2 separate regions of the Mus musculus genome follow, and region 1 is linked to region 2. Evidence: chromatin contacts called from public HiChIP or PLAC-seq data. All regions are on one chromosome and are shown on one strand. The core of a region is the stretch at or near the end of the contact, and the rest is flanking DNA. Distances in the headings are between cores, read along the strand shown.

Region 1 (3,766 bases), core at 744-3,243, 91 kb before region 2:
AAGAGAGAAAGGGGTAATGTGTTGGACTGTCTTCTAGGATGCTGTTAAAGGCTTTCTTGGAAAACATCTCTGATTTCAAGTTCATAATTAAGCAGGAAATTAAGGGATAATTTTCTGTGCAAAACAACAACAACAACAACAAAATCATGGCTGACATAAGAGTTGAAAGAACACATATCAAAGATTTTGTTTAACTCATTATTAATAAGTAAATTAAGCAGATGTCATAATGAGCTCAAAAATGGAAGTCAGAGGCAGAGACATTTATAGATTTGGAATACTGATGAATCTGCAAAGGGAAGCAAAACTGGCTTTGTTCATAAAGGGGACACAACTAGGCGAGCTTCTTCAGGCAGAATTCAGTTGTACAGCTCAAGTAAGAACCATTTCACCTTGTTATCAGTGGCCTACGTCAGAAGCTAGCAAAGAGCTTAAGGGCAAGCAAGGTATAGAGTTCCTCCAATAAGAGCTAATCAGTCTGGGAGCCATGTGTGTACTGCCCATGGCCCCATGGGTCACATGCAGCCAAGGAGAGTGACGGATAAGGCTCAACACAAAATGACGAAATGATAAACTCACTTTAAGCCTTATAAGGGCTTTTATGGTTTACTCGTTTATCTGTAACCAGACTGCATAGTTCTGTGTGATGTTTATAATTGACTTTGGGGTGTCACCATCAAAAGGTTAGGCACTCTTGCCTAGCCCGTTTTGTACTAAAACCTAGGATTTCCCCTCCAGTTATAAACCAGAGGTAAGGCAGAGGGGCTGGTATACATTTTATCTTAAGATCTTCTTGTTCCATTCTAATCCATAGCTCCTATCTTGGTTCTTATACACGGGCATTTTGGGGGTTTTCCCTCTAACTCTTGATACTAAATATTAGCATGGATTAAGTGCCTACTTGAAGATTTTAATATGAAATACCCCAACAGGCTCATGGTTGAACAGTTGGTCCCTAATTAGTAACACCATTTTGGAAGGCTGTGGAAACTTTGGCGGGCCTGGGAAGTAGGTCACTGAGAGACTGTCTTTGAAGGCTATACCTGTTTCTGCCTAGACTGACTTTCTGCTTCCTGTCCACCAAGAAGCAAGAAACTGCCTGAACATGCTTCCACTAGCTGGCCACAGAACCAACCTAGCATACTGTGGGCTCAATTTTCTGCAACCATGAGCAGAAATAGGTCCTTCCTGTTTTCCGCTGTTTCTGTCAGGTACTTTGCCAGGGTGAAAGTTTCTAACGTATCTGTACTCCTTCACAGAGCCCCAATGGGTAATATTCCCTTTCAGTGTGATATACAAGCTAGAAAAGTTGAGTCACTTGTACAAAAACCTCCATTGCCTCAATCAGTGCCTCAAACAGCATCTTCTCTCCTCCCTTAGTTCTGTACCAGGACACCAGAGGGCATGCTACACCCCAAGCACATCCTACAGTAGATATTCATGCCAGGGGAGCAGTTAACTCTGCTTTCTCTGAGAATCACGTTTCTATTAATCCCGACCTGGGTCCCAGTTTTTATGTACTCATATATTATACACATGAGTGTTTTGCCTACATGTATGAATATGAATCATGTGTGTGCAGTGTTTGCAGAGGCCAGAAAGGGGTGTCAGATCTCCCTGGAACTGGAGTTACAAAGGGGTTGGGAGCCGTCACGTGGGTGCTGGGAGCTGAACCCTAGATCTTCTGCAGAAGCACTGAGTCATCTCTCCGTTCCTCAGTCCCAGTCCTTAAAAGCTATCTCTGCTCAGCCAATACACAATGGCACCTTAAAGAGTCTTTTTTTTTCTTTTTGATCGTTTGTTTTGTTCTTTGAGACATAGTCTTGTGGTAGATAGTCCTGGGGCTCATTATATTGGATGTTAATTCCGTTCTCCTGTGAGTGGTTGTGAACAAGGAATGAGTCACCACTCAGGTGATTTCCTGTAGACCTGCTTCCCACCTTAATTTGTAAAATAAAGGAGAGCTGATGATTGGGCAGATAAAAGGGAAGGTGGAACAGAAGGTAGGGGAGGGAAGAAGGGGAAAATGGAAGAGGGAGAGGGTGTAGAGGAGGAAGAAGACTAAGAAAAGCAGAGCAGAAGCACATGGCCTGGAGAAACTGCAAGTTCTAAGTTCAAGTTCTGATAAGATGGAATGAAAGACCCACAATGTGAGGGCTCCCCCACATTCTGACTCAGGAGAGGCGACACCCCAAAATCACCCACAAGAAACGGGTCTTGCTGCAAATTGCAAGAGGATTTTTATTCAAGAGCGCTCTCGGGCCCATGGTCATACACCACACAGGGTAGAGGACCTTGGCGCTCCGAGTAGCTGGGTAAGGGGGTATTTAAAGGAAGAAACCAGAAACTCAAGGAAGTGGGGAGGGCGTTGTTGGAAGATACCAAAGATACCAGTTAAGAGTCACAAGGAAGTGTAAAGTTACAAGAGTCACAAGGAATACCTGGTAATTGTTAACTCTCAAGACAGCTTCTAAGAGCCCCTAACAATAGAACATTTGCATTGCAGGTTCTGGTAATGGCCAGGGTGACTTTCTTTGAATGAGCACTCTTTGAACCCAGGAAGCAGGTGGGTAGAGGAATGTCGCTATCTCTTTTATGATTAGCATACCTTTACAAAGGCCACATTCCCAAGCCTGGGCCTAAAGGCCTAGAATTCTGTTTTTACGTTGTTATACTTTCAGGAGAAGATGGTAGTGTAGCGGTAGATCTGCCCAATCTAGGCGCATGGCTTGTATTCATATTAACTGAGTTGTGTTGTCATTGCCGGGGCATATTTGGGAGGAGATTTACCACAACATAGTCTCTCTACACAGTACTAACTGTCCTGGAACTTACAATGTAGACCAGGCTGGCCTCCAACTCACAGAGATCCATCTGCCTCTCTTTCTGGAGTGCTCAAAGAAATGTGGTGGTGGTAGTGGTGGTGTGTGTGTGGGGGGGTGTAGTTTGTTTGATTAATTTTTGTTTGTTTGTTTTTAATTTTCTTGTTTGGGGTTTTGTTTGTTTTTGAGGTGACTATCTCTACATGGGCCCAGGAAGCAAATATTTATCCAAGTATTCCTGAAGAGAAACACAGACACTGCAGATGAAGTTCGAAGGTTGGGCTAAGTGTTGGTTTAGATCAGGGGTTAACAAACCAAAGCCATAGCCAAGTTCACCTGGTGTTTGTAGTATAATGATTAAAATTCTCAAAAGAGCAGGGCACTGGTGGTATACACCTTTAATCCCAGCACCCAAGGGGGCAGAGGTACTCTGAGTTTGAGGCCAGCCTGGTCTACAGAGTAAGTTCTAGGCCAGCCAAGGCTACACAGAGAAACTCTGTATACAACAATAGCAACAACAGTGATAGATAGATAGATAGATAGATAGATAGATAGATAGATAGATAGATAGATTTTATTAAAAATATGTATCAAGGGCTGGAGAGATGGCTCAGCCGTTAAAGGCTAGGCTCACAACCAAAAATATGTATCAAAAGAGAAGTTTTGACATGGAAATTACTTAGCACTCAAATTGCAGTTTCTGTATTTTCCTTGGATGGTTTCATCCATCAGTGTGACATTCTTGCTCCCTGTCTTCAAGCTGCAAGAAAGGCAAAGTCTAGAGAACAACAGCTTCTTCACAGCTCCCAGCCAGCACTGACTTTCTACTTGGGAATAATTTCTCAGAAAGCTTAGATAGCTCTGACGAACCTAAACACTGCACATCCTAAATCCCACAGATTTTTGAATTATGTAATGGGAATGAGGCTTGGAACCCGGAGCTT
Region 2 (3,695 bases), core at 909-3,408:
TGGGGCTACACAGTGAGACCCTGCCTCAAAAGTAAATAAAAACACAAATATACAATCCCTAGGGCTGAGGAGGCGGGTCAATCAGTAAAGAAAAACTTGCTTTGCAAGTATTAGGACCACAGGTTGATTCCCAGAACTCACGTTAAAAACACCAACAAAAAAACAAAAACAAAACCAAGAGAGCCAGTTAGTTTCCTAAGACTTTCTGGCCACCAGTCTAGACTACTTTGCAAGTAAATTCTAAGCCAGCAAGAGACTTTATAGATGGCATCCCTAAGGTGACACTCAAGGTTATCCTCTATCCTCCACAAGAGTGCACCTGCACACACACGCACATGTGCACACACGTGCACACGCACCCCCTAATGAAAACAATACTAAAAAGAATAGAAGGCCAGGCAGTGGTGGCGCACGCCTTTAATCCCAGGCTCTTGGGAGGCAGAGGCAGGTGGATTTCTGAGTTCGAGGCCAGCCTGGTCTACAGAGTGAGTTCCAGGACAGCCAGGGCTATACAGATAAAATGAAAAAAAAAAAAAAAAAAAAAAAGAAGAGAAATTTTCTGAGCCTTTAACAAACTCCTAATTCCCGGACTCAGCAGAGTGAGCTGTACACGCGTAAAGGGGAAGCTAACATTTCCTGGGATCGGTGCTTTCTCTTCAGAAAATAAGGCTCTAACAGGATCTCTCTTCAAACTACACAGCAGAGCTGTGGGTGCTCAGGCCATCCTCCACCGGAAGCTGGGGACTTCCTACTCTGAGCTGGCATGTGCAGGTCTCAGTCACCCCCAGAGTAAGGCCACAGCTACTGGATAAACCTCCGGGACAGCAGTGTTTCCTCTGAGCATAAGTAACAACTACATGCTTCTGTGCTTCACACAGCTCACAAACGCCCTTTTTTTTGCACACATGAACTTGCACACATGAACACACAAAAATATAATTTAAATAAAATCTAACAGTATTTTTTTTTTCCTCTGAGACTTAAAAGCTTCCAGTTAGGCAATCTCCCCCTGAATGTCTTTTTCAGAAACATTCTGGCATTTAGATGTCAGTATTGGCTACATTTGGCAGCTGATAAATATCACAGTTCAAGCCCCTCCCGGGTTAGTTATGCCGTTACCCTCAGTTCCCAGTGGTCAGTCCCACTTCAGGCTTTTCTGAGCTCTTAAACAGCCATGCACAACCTTTGACACTGTGACACATTGTCATCTACAAAGTTCGTGCTTCAAGAACCCTGACTGAGTTATAAAAGAAAAAGCTCAGAATGTTTCAAGTGAGTTTACAGTTTTTGCTGGGCTATATCCAGCTACCCAGGTTGCAGCCAACTGTACACAGATCCACTTTTCAGTAACTGTGCGCTGTTCTTGGGAAAATACAACCCCCAACAAAAGGCCGCTCAGAAACACATCTGTACCACAAAATCTCATTGAGAAAACCTTTGATTCATGCCTTTAAATCTCTTTACATAGAAAGAACCCGCACTGAAATTTTTGGAGATTGTTAGAAGGATCTGAAAGTTCTAGAACCTTAAAAAAAAAAGTCCATGTCTTTGACTTTACAGAAACAACCTTTCATCAGACTTCATCAAGGCGAAAAGCAGCCAGGCGTCAAAAGCTTTTTAATGAGTCTTTTTGTTTTCAGCTCTTTCGTTTTCCAGCCTAGCTCTTCACTCTCTACCCATCCTCCAACCCATTTCCCATATTTTAAGTCCTCTAAAGATTAGTAACAACAGCGGCTATTTTCTTTTAAAGAACCGACTAATGGAGGTGCACAGAACGTCACATAAATTCACATTAAATTCTGGCAATACATTTATAGAAAATCAGAGACTTGGTTGGGGGTGAAATAAGTTGTCTCAGTTTGGCCAAGATTCATCTTGACACCAATGTCCCTTCCCTAACTATTACACTCTGCTCTGTTAAACACAAAGTGTTTTCTTCCCTCCTGAAGTATTTCTCTGACTAACTCCTGAACCTTCAGGAAATGTCCTAGCAGAACCAGAAGGTCCTCTTTGCTAGGTTAATGTTTTTGCCAAAACACTGACAAAAACTGTAAAGTTGAAACACTGTGGAGAGAGCCGTGACCTCTGACCCTTCCCTCCTGGCAGAGATCAGTGAGCAGGCCCTGGGAGGGGGGTTGGGGGGACGAAGCTGGGGCCAGTTTCCCAGTCCATCAGTGTGGATGAAAAGCTGTCCCCTCTGGGCATTCCCGGGCTACGATCAGTGCATCATGGAATGAGGATAAGGTTCTGGGGAGGTGAAGGCCACAGCTGTGAGGATGAGAATCAGAAATGACAGCAGGCAGAGGTGTTTACCATGATCTTCCCCTGCAGACTCTTTAGCATGTTTGCCTAAGTCTGCACAATGAACTCACCATAGCCAAAGCTAGATGGCTGTGCCCTCCATCCTGCAATGCCTACGAAGCCTCGAAATGGCTCACCTTCCCTGAACTTGCAAACTGAAATATTTCATTACACTTGGGAGGAGAGCTGGCACAAGTGGCCCAGCTCTTTCCCCACTCCATGAGGCCTAATTTTTTAGAACACATTATTAATGGTCAGGAGGCTCCAAGAAGAACTCTTCTGCCAAGATGTACTTGGCAAAGGGAATTTATCTCCTTAAACACAAGGAGGAAAAATCAGTTCCAATCTGCTTGCTAAACTTTTCACCTATTCACTCAGAAGAAAACCACAGCTGTATTTTTTGTTTTGTTTTGGAAGAAGTTTCACTCTATAATCCAGGCTGGCCTGGAATTCTCTATATAGCCTATGCTAGTCTTAAACCTAGATAATCCTCCAGCCTCAGCCTGCCCCAGCCTGCCCCAGCCTGCCCAGCCTGCCCCAGCCTGCCTCAGCCTGCCCAGCCTACCCGAGTCTGCCCCAGCCTGCCCCAGTCTGCCCAGCCTGCCCCAGTCTGCCCAGCCTGCCCCAGCCTGCCCCAGCCTGCCCCAGCCTGCCTCAGCCTGCCCAGCCTACCCGAGTCTGCCCCAGCCTACCCCAGCCTGCCCCAGCCTGCCTCAGCCTGCCCAGCCTGCCCCAGCCTGCCCCAGCCTGCCCCAGCCTGCCCCAGCCTGCCTCAGCCTGCCCAGTAGAGAAATGAGCACAGTTGATTGACCATTTCTAGTTTGTCAACTCTGCTACATTTTCTTTAAACAAAATCCCAAATGCCAAGTTGTTCAATGCACTTACCTTGATCATTAGATCCCACGTGGTCCTCCAGTCCTATCACATACTTCCCTCCTCTCAGGGGCGGAACGTGACCAGACTCGGGGTAATGAGGAAGGACTTCTCCTTCCAGAGGAGGGACAGGAACATCTGGCTCTGAAGGCACTGGCCCTGCCTCTGGATAGGACTGGGTGTTTCTGCCCCCAAGGTCTTCGTTGACTGGAGTTAGGAGAGCTGCATCTGCCTCTGGAGGAGCTGGGGCTCTGGTACCCATCTGGTCCAAAAGCTCCGCTGGGTCCCTGAAATCCAGAACCTCTCCCTCTCCCACCGGCCGCCCCTGTTTGGTTTGAGGGTCCAAAGAAGCCGATTCTGTTTCCCGGTAGGATGGCCAGTTACCAGGTGCTGGATATGGCCAAGGAGAAGCGCGGTCGGAACCTGGAGATGAGGTGCCGACGTCCACAAGGCCTGGATCAGCCTTTGAATTGAAAGACACATCAATTCTGCTGTGGCCTTCCGGGGCCTCCCCCGGTTCA

What was found. HiChIP or PLAC-seq counts read pairs in DNA pulled down with a chosen protein or histone mark.
Region 1: an H3K27ac HiChIP or PLAC-seq map of embryonic stem cells shows a contact between it and region 2, with 7 read pairs. The contact joins two enhancer-like sites. A contact is called at or near these places in 2 of 115 datasets of contacts at active chromatin or transcription factors (both in embryonic stem cells) and 1 of 9 other capture datasets (pancreatic islet).

What each region holds. Positions count from the first base shown.
Region 1 is chr14:19,859,513-19,863,278 of GRCm38.p6, reverse strand. No RefSeq gene overlaps it. Among named protein-coding and RNA genes, the nearest start is that of D14Ertd670e, 22 kb to the right of the region's middle. Within about 2 kb of position 1,993, at least 19 of the 459 cell types and tissues checked have an H3K27ac peak or open chromatin away from gene starts, as enhancers often do. A contact at or near this core is called in embryonic stem cells, where this site is marked.
Region 2 is chr14:19,768,429-19,772,123 of GRCm38.p6, reverse strand. Nid2 (nidogen 2) reads right to left here. Exons shown (of 21, transcript NM_008695.2): 4 at 3,187-3,695. Among named protein-coding and RNA genes, the nearest start is that of Nid2, 19 kb to the right of the region's middle. Within about 2 kb of position 2,158, at least 48 of the 459 cell types and tissues checked have an H3K27ac peak or open chromatin away from gene starts, as enhancers often do. A contact at or near this core is called in embryonic stem cells, where this site is marked.